Regions from separate parts of the Triticum aestivum genome. Here region 2 is linked to region 1. Evidence: chromatin contacts called from public Hi-C data. All regions are on one chromosome and are shown on one strand. Each heading gives the region's core, a stretch centred on a gene start, on an enhancer-like site or on the middle of the called end of the contact. The rest is flanking DNA. Distances are from core to core; before and after follow the strand shown. Region 1 has its middle 110 kb from the start of LOC123147922. Region 2 holds the start of LOC123147925 (putative E3 ubiquitin-protein ligase UBR7).

Region 1 (4,066 bases), core at 748-3,247:
TGAAGGACAAGTCCACTACCTCATCACCATCATCACCGAAGAAAGACACTTGAGCACATGGCTATGGGCACCACCCTTAGCTTGTTCCAAGCTTGGGGAGGTGCCCTGGTATCGTATCATCATCACCTTTTTACCATCATTATCTATCTTAGTTCGATCCTTGGCTTCAAGATGTGGAGCGTGCGGAGGAGCATGTTCTCAATTTCAAGGGATCGATCAAGGTTCATCGAGTCCTCAACCGCAACAGGGCACACGACCATTTGACACTGATGTCCGACTACTTTTCCGTTGATGCACTCTTCACTGACCATTTTCATCGGCATTTTTAGACGGGAAAGATTGTCTTCGATCGTTTGTACCATGGCGTTCAGTCCTATGATGACTACTTCGTCTTGAAGAAGGACGTCGTGGGAACAATTAGGTTCTCTGGTTACCGAAAGTGCACGGCCACACTCCGGATGCTTGCATATGGCACGGCCACTGATTCGTGGGACGAGTACCTACGGATGTGTGAGAGCACATGCGGAGATGCCATGGTGAGGTTTGTAACTGATGTGGTCGAGGTGTTTGGACCTCAGTACTTGAGAGAACCAACTGTGGCAGACAACGAGAGGCTCTTGGAAATCTCAGAAGTAAGAGGGTGGTCAGGTTTGCTTGGATCTCTTGACTGCATGCATTGAAAATGAAAGAACTGCCCGAAGACTTTACAAAGGGAATATCAGGGTCATGTTAAGAAGTCCACCATCATTATTGAAATCAGTTGCATCACATGATCTTTGGATTTGGCATGCCCGGGTCTCACGATGACACCAATGTGCTGCAGCGATCACCATTGTTTGCGAGGCTGACTAAAAAAAGATCCTCCTTGCCACTATACTGTTAATGGACATGAGTACAACATGGGCTACTATCTGGTTGACTATATCTATCCTTTGTGGATACCTTTGTCAACATCATCTCTAACCTAGTTGGCCAGAAAAAATCGCACTTTGCCCAAAGATAAGAAGCAGTTAGAAAGGATGTCGAGAGGGCATCTGCAGTTCTGCAAGCCCGTTTTGTAGTTGTTCGTGGACCTGCTAAATAATGGGATCCGAAGACCTTGTGGAAGGTGATGACATGTTATGTGATCACGCACAACATGATCGTCAGGGATGAGGGTGAGGATGCTGCCTTAGCTCTAGAATTTGAGAACATGGATGATCCTATCAAATTTTCAGACCAAAATCCAGTCACATTTGAAGTTTATTCAGTTGCATCAATAAATGCAGCATCGAAACTCACAAGCAGCTGAAGGAAGACGCATCTGTGGGCGGTTAAAGAGGACAAAAATGTAAACATGTGTACAGTAGTACACTACGTGTGCGGCTATTTGAACGTGTGTACACTAGTACACTATGTATGCGGCTATTTGAACCTGCGAATTTCTAAAAAATAATTAGAAAGACTGGATGCATGTGGACAGTGTTGAATAGCCGCCTTCCGCATCTACGGATGCGGAGTGGTCCCATGCGCAAGAGGTAGCAAATCCATCTTTGTAGTACTTTCTTTCTTTCCAAATTTTTGTCTTAGATTTGTCTAAACACGAATATATCAAGTTATGTTTTAATATTAAATACATATGTATCTAGACGAATCTAATATAAAAGAATTTTGGGACGGAGGGAGTAGTATGTTTGTATACGTTGCTAGGATTAGCATATGCGTAGGCACTGCAATTTGTGGTGACATCTCGCGCGCCGAGAGTATGCAATTTGGACCATGGCACGCACACCAAAGCTAAATCGGTCCTAGGATATTAATGCTTTGCTTAATGGTGCAGCAAAAAACAGTTGAGACAGATCAAACAGGCGGTCTTCGCGGGAGCTGTCGATGGAGGGGCTAAAATATTTCAGTACTGGCTTAACTCGGACTTTCCGGGCAGTGACGGCCGTCTCAGATTAGCGGCCGGGGGCCCGCGCGCCCCCATGTGCCGCCATTAGCTCACGTAAAGACCAATTCGTCTTTTGCATTCGATGATGCTGATGGGCCGCGCGCTGATCCGCGGAGATCGCGCAGCTCTGTTGGGGTTTGCGGGGTTAAATCAATTATATTTGTGCAGAAAAGCTCACTTTAGTTCTCGTGCTCGGCACTACAGATTCTGATACACTAAACTTATCGCGGTGACACGCTTTGTTCGAAATCACGGCAGCTGTGACAACCAATGCCGACATGAACAACACGTGGCGTCACATCAGCGCCCGAGGAATAACTAATCATCTTCACCCGAGATTCCCCACCGTCAGATCAACCCCAATCAAACTTCCGCAACAAAACATGGGCAATGTTGCAGTCCCTCCCCCCCCCCCCCCCCCCCCCCCCCCACACACACACAACGACCTCCAACATCGTCGTTCCGCAACATCACGGTGTTTTCAAAACATGGGCGATGATGCTTCCAAACATGGGCAATGTTGGAACCGCTCGCTTCCCTCCTTGTGCAATCATCCAAAACATGGGCAATGTTGGAACCGCCCCCTTCCCTCCTCGTGCATCACGATGATCTCCAACATCGCCGTTGCACAACATGCACGGTGTTCTTGAAACATGGGAGACATTGCAAGTGCCCCCCCCCCCCCCCCCCGTGACTGCCAACATCGCCGGTTCGCAACATCGATGATATTTTTTGCAATCCGTGACCTGCATCATCAATGCCTCGGCAACAAAGACGATGTTGCAAAACCCCACCGCAACCTCGATGATGTTTCTACAACAACAAAAATGTGGCTTCGTCCCAGCTCGTAGAAGCATCAGCCATCATCGGGCTTCAAGCCCCAAGCGGTCACCACGCAGCGCACCGATGACGCACGACAGTCGGCCCTCGCGGCATCGGATCCAGTCTTGCAGCACTAGTGCATCTGCGATGGTGGCTGATACATGTAGCTCACCTTTGGTTGCAGCTGCGGGCAACAACCAGTCATGGAGAAGATAGGAACCATGCGAGTGGAAGGAGATAGCGGTCATAACTTGCAGAGGGAAGAGAAGGGCGAGTGAATCGCTCGAGAAGAAACGATTGGACGAGATGGCTCGGGACGATAAAGTTTATGGGAAGGGGAGAGAACGACATGGAGACCCCAACACACGTGGTGGCCTCTCGAAGCGGTTGACACAACACACTAATCGGTCGGTTGAAGAGAATATGAAAGGATTAAGTAGGTCGACTAGAGGAGAGGGCGTGAATAGGCGACTACAAATTTTAACTTAATTATCAATACTTATTAAGCAAGGTGCGGAATAGGTTCTCTAGATATGACATTAGGTGAGACCAACCAATATAACAAGCAACCAAGCAACAAGGTAAGCTAGAATCAAGCATACAAACAAGCAACACAAGAGTAAAAGGTATGAAATGGATGAACCACAAGTGAGTCGGAGACGAGGATGTATCCTAAAGCTCATACTCTTTGTGGGACTGCTAATCTTCGTTGAAGAGGTGCCAAAGCCAAAACTCCGGAGCGCCACCAAATGGCTCACACCGATCTTCCTTTGAGTCGCCCTCAATGGATGAGCTTCAAATCACTCAAAGTTGATTTTGAAGGTGACCATCAAACCTTTACAAACTTTATGAAACACCGCATCAAATGAGGCATGTTTGTCGCTTGTTGAGATGAATATGCATGCACAATAGCTCGCCACGTCGATGCCTAGGTGCTACGACACGCTTCTGTCCTGGTGCAGCCAAGGGACTTATTTCCAAAAATAAATAAATAACGCTCTTATTTCCATGTTCTTGCATTTATTAGAAACTGTATTACAGTTTAGAGATTTCATGAGTCCAGTCCTCAAGTGAGTATTTCTTTTGGGAGTAAATTGCATCTATGCTTCCTCAACTTGCATTTGTCGAAACAAGTTTTCACCTCGCTAAACACAAAACACAATACATGTACGGTAAAAGGTAATGAGGAAGCCATTTTACAAAGAGGATCATAATATAAACGGACAACAGAAATCACATCGGAAAAATGCACCAGTGCACAAAAACAACATGATTAAGGGCCGAACAAAAATATAGATGGTCTAGAAGGCAACG
Region 2 (4,066 bases), core at 1,153-3,652, 300 kb before region 1:
ATACATGCGAAAACTGAGCCCATGGAATAAACTTAAACAACTAAAAAAGTGTGACAAGCCATATTGTGGCAATGAACTGGACACATGCTGATTGACATTGCCTAAAGTTTGATGATGTGGTACTTAGTCCACAAACCAAACATGCCCTTACTTGTGTTATTGCACCAATAAGAAACGGCTACATCGCTCCATTTTCAACCATTGAATTGCCTCATCAGAATACATCGCCATTAAAAAGTACCTATGGCCACATGCTCCCTTGCATCAGAATAGTGGTTCTTGTTTTAGGTTGTGAAATACTCGTTGTAGTAAGTACTCCTTTGTCAAATTATAGTGCATTTAAAATTTCTTCAAAATCAAATTTATTGAACTTTGATCAAATTTATATAAAATTTATCAATGTTACATTACAAATCAACATCATTAGAATCATTGTGAGATATTTTCATACGTTATACATTTCATATTGTAAATATTCACGTTTTTGTAAACTCTGTCACAGTTTGACATTGAAAAAGATCTTAAGATTGACAGAGTTGCCTTAGGCATGTCGTATTCGATGGACATGCCATACCACTAAAATAATAGCGTTGAGGCGTACGAGGCAATCTCTCATGACTCGCGAACACATAAGACCTAGCCGCCTCCGGCTTCTCCAACCCCTCTCACCGCCACCAAAGGGAAAAGCCCGCGAAACGGCGACGACGGTGGGGAGATCGGAGGATCTGTCCACAACGGAGTTTGATGCGGCAGGGTTGGACGGTTGTGGAGGATCGGGGCAGGTGGCGGCGACAATTTTGGATAGATGTCGCTCGCCAGCAATGTTGCATGTGTCTACGACATTCGAAGGTCCCTATAGATGGGGTATTAGATGGCAGTGGGCTCGACCTCTAGCCTGGTTTTGGACTTTTGGCGTTGTACAGTGTGGGCGTTTTCTTTTAGGTCGATTTAGTTAGTCTATGTGTCTTGGTTGGGCCGGCAAGAGGACAGGCTCAACCTCTAGCCCGTTTTTGGTGTACAACGGTGTGGGCGTCTTTGGTCAGGGCGATGTGGCAGTGACGTTTGCCAGTTTGGAATAATGTCCTCCTTGTGTTATCCCCGTCCCACCATGCCGATGAAGGGTGTGTGGAGGCATGTCTCCGATAGATCTTCCTGGGCCCAGTCGGATTGACGAAAAAAGTTCCCCCTCCCCCCCCCTCCCGCTTTATATATAAAGCAACCATCACCGAACAAGTCGATACAAACACACACAGCACACCAACACGCCCAAGACTGGATACAAGGACGCTGAAAACAGCAACACCACCCCAACAAACTCCAAGCAAACATCAGGTGAAACACTAAGTGCTACTATGAAGTCGTCGGGTCCTGCCATGAGCCATCGTGATGAGAAGTCGTGCATGACGAACAATAGGCTCTAAGACGGCACCTTCAGGAAGGGAACAACACCGTAGCGTCGCCACCGCCCAATCCAAGGATTAGAGTTTCCCTCGGAGCAGCACGACGACAAATGAGATACCGCAAAGACGCCTTCAAGAAGGTGACGATGCCAAAACGCCGCCGCCGGCCTAACAAGTCAGAGCGGGTTTTCACCCTGGCCAACACTCACCATCACCAAAATGGGTTACGGACAACCGCAACACCGCCATTGAACGACACACCCCGGCCATCATGCCGCCCACACGCCTATGTTGACCGGATAACGCCCGAGCCGCGTGCTCCGCCCACGAGCACCTCGGCTTCCACCAAATGGGCTGCTGCCCCAGCATCCGAGCCCAACCCTCATCCATGGACACACCGTATCGATGCGGCCGACCGGAAAAGGGGGTCTTTGCAGTATCCCCAAGGATCTCGATGTATTTTTCTTTTGTAATGATGTGTTTGTAATTCCAAGACTTCTAAAAAAAAAGTGTTGAAAAACCTGAAATAAATCTAGAAAATATCTGCACTGTATAATTTGGTAAGAGGTACAATTATGCCGGTGGGATTTGTAGATTTACCATGATCTTGGTTATTATTGTCTTGTCTCGTGATGAAAGACGGAGGCAGGTCCGTGTAGCAGCGTGCATGGTTTCTCTTCGGGAGGAGAACATACTCTGTTCGCGTTGCTTCCTGCGACGGCCAGCTCCGCGGCCGCCCAGCCGATGTGGCGGGAAACCAAAAGCCGCACCTCCCGCCCTCTAAAAACAAAACAGAAATATTCCATAAAAATAATAAAAAAACATCCAGCGAGTGCAATCTCCCCACTGACATGCCGCACCCACCCACCGGACGCGTGGCCCGGCCCCACATCTCAGCCACCCTCTAGCCTAAACCAGCCGCGCCCGCTGTCCTCACTCCCCATCCGCGTCACGGTCTCACCTCGCTCACGGAGATTCGCGGAGGCGAAAAAACGCATTAAAATCTCGCCTCCGCCATTATTCCTCCCTCCCATATCTGCTCTCCCCGAAACTCTCCCCCAAACCCCAATCGCGCGAGCCCGCCCGCACGCACGCACGCCAGCCCAGCGCCTCCGCTCCGCAATCCCCCGCACCAAACCCTAACCCTAGGCCCGCCATGGCCGGCGACGGGACCGACGCCGCCTTCGAGGACGAGGTGGAGCCGACGGTCACCATCAGCGAGTACATGGAAGGCATCGAGGCCGAGGAGCTGGTAACCCAACACCCCACGCGCTCCCGCCCTTCGCCGCCGTTTTTTTAGCTCGATCTGGCGGTGCTCACCTTTTTCTCTGCCAAACCCTAGGAGGCGGATTTGGTGCTGGGCGGGGACGACGGCAACGAGTGCACCTACGACGCTGGCTACCTCAAGCGCCAGGCCGTCTTCTCCTGCCTCACCTGCGTGCCCGACGGCGTCGCCGGGGTCTGCACCGCCTGCTGCCTCGCCTGCCACGACGGCCACGAGGTGATCCCCTCCTGTCTTCTCGAACGCCATTTGCTTTAAATGGAGATTTCCTGTTCGCTTGAACTTTAGTTCTACTAGTACAAAGCCGGATCAGCGTTCACAGGGGGCCTGAGAAGTGAGCAGCTGACGAAATGGGGAGGATTAATATTGGGGGAAATGCGGATCTGGATTTCCTGCGAGTAACTTTGTGTTGTTGTTCCCGATTGATGATGTGTTGTGTATGAGGGGCAAATTTTTTTATGGTGAACCTGAATCGGCATTAATACATAGACGTTTTTAAGTAGTGTACTGAGCTGAGACATGCTGTTCTCTAGATTGTTCATGGTTTTCGGTGCTTTACTAGCAGTCATGTGTCCTAGGCTCCTAGCAGTGAAGTTTTTGCCAGAACCGAAGTGTTTATGCTGCGTATGAAGTGCATGCAAGGCTGCCAGTGCATTTGAGATTTATTTTGTTTAGTTCGACTGACGGAGCATACAATAGTTAGCATTAAAGTATCCTAGTCAGTCAACCTACGATCCCAGTTTACTAAGCACCTTCCTGGTATTTTACAATGACCATTGCAAAAATTGCCATGGTGCTTAGATAGTGACTTGTATGGGTTTATCCACTTCTCAGCTTTGAATGACACAATTTTAAAATACATCTCCAGGCTGAAATTGTGCACATATTTATTGCTGGTGTAGATAATTTATTCAGGAGGTTGATACATATAAAATTAGGGGTGAATCTTGTTTTTGGTAATATCTGTTAGATCGGACCAGGCAATGCCATGCTTTTCAGTACGCTGATATTTTTTAGCAGAAAATATGGTGTTGTGTTATTGGTTCATGAGATCACCTGTAATAATTTTGTTTTGATTTTTTCTCCCAATCAGTGTGTTTCTCATTTGCATACATAGAAGTTAGGAAATGTAGCATGATGACTTCCCAGTTACTATCTTCTGCAACCTCATCTGTAATTGTGCATACAACTAATGCCTGGAAAGTTTGTCCTGTTTTTTTTCTATAGGTTGTTGAACTTTGGACGAAGCGAAATTTTCGTTGTGACTGTGGCAACTCAAAGTTTGGAGGTCACCTCTGCAAACTTAGTCCTGAGAAAGATCCTGAAAATCCAGCAAATTCTTATAATCAGAACTTCAAGGGTTCCTACTGCACATGCAGTAGGC

The links. Hi-C and Micro-C count contacts between places; a contact is called where the count stands out from the background.
Region 2: a contact with region 1 is called in a Hi-C map of leaf, with 3 times the contacts expected there. The contact joins the promoter of LOC123147925 here to the enhancer-like site in region 1. A contact is called at or near these places in 4 of 5 Hi-C or Micro-C datasets (leaf and an unstated tissue).

What each region holds. Positions count from the first base shown.
Region 1 is chr7A:516,562,797-516,566,862 of IWGSC CS RefSeq v2.1, reverse strand. No RefSeq gene overlaps it. Among protein-coding and RNA genes, the nearest start is that of LOC123147922, 110 kb to the right of the region's middle. Within about 2 kb of position 1,997, at least 1 of the 8 cell types and tissues checked has an H3K27ac peak or open chromatin away from gene starts, as enhancers often do. A contact at or near this core is called in leaf, where this site is marked.
Region 2 is chr7A:516,866,360-516,870,425 of IWGSC CS RefSeq v2.1, reverse strand. It overlaps LOC123147925 (putative E3 ubiquitin-protein ligase UBR7), which reads left to right and starts at 2,402. Exons shown (of 5, transcript XM_044567251.1): 1 at 2,402-2,652; 2 at 2,743-2,901; 3 at 3,910-4,066. The coding sequence starts at 2,557.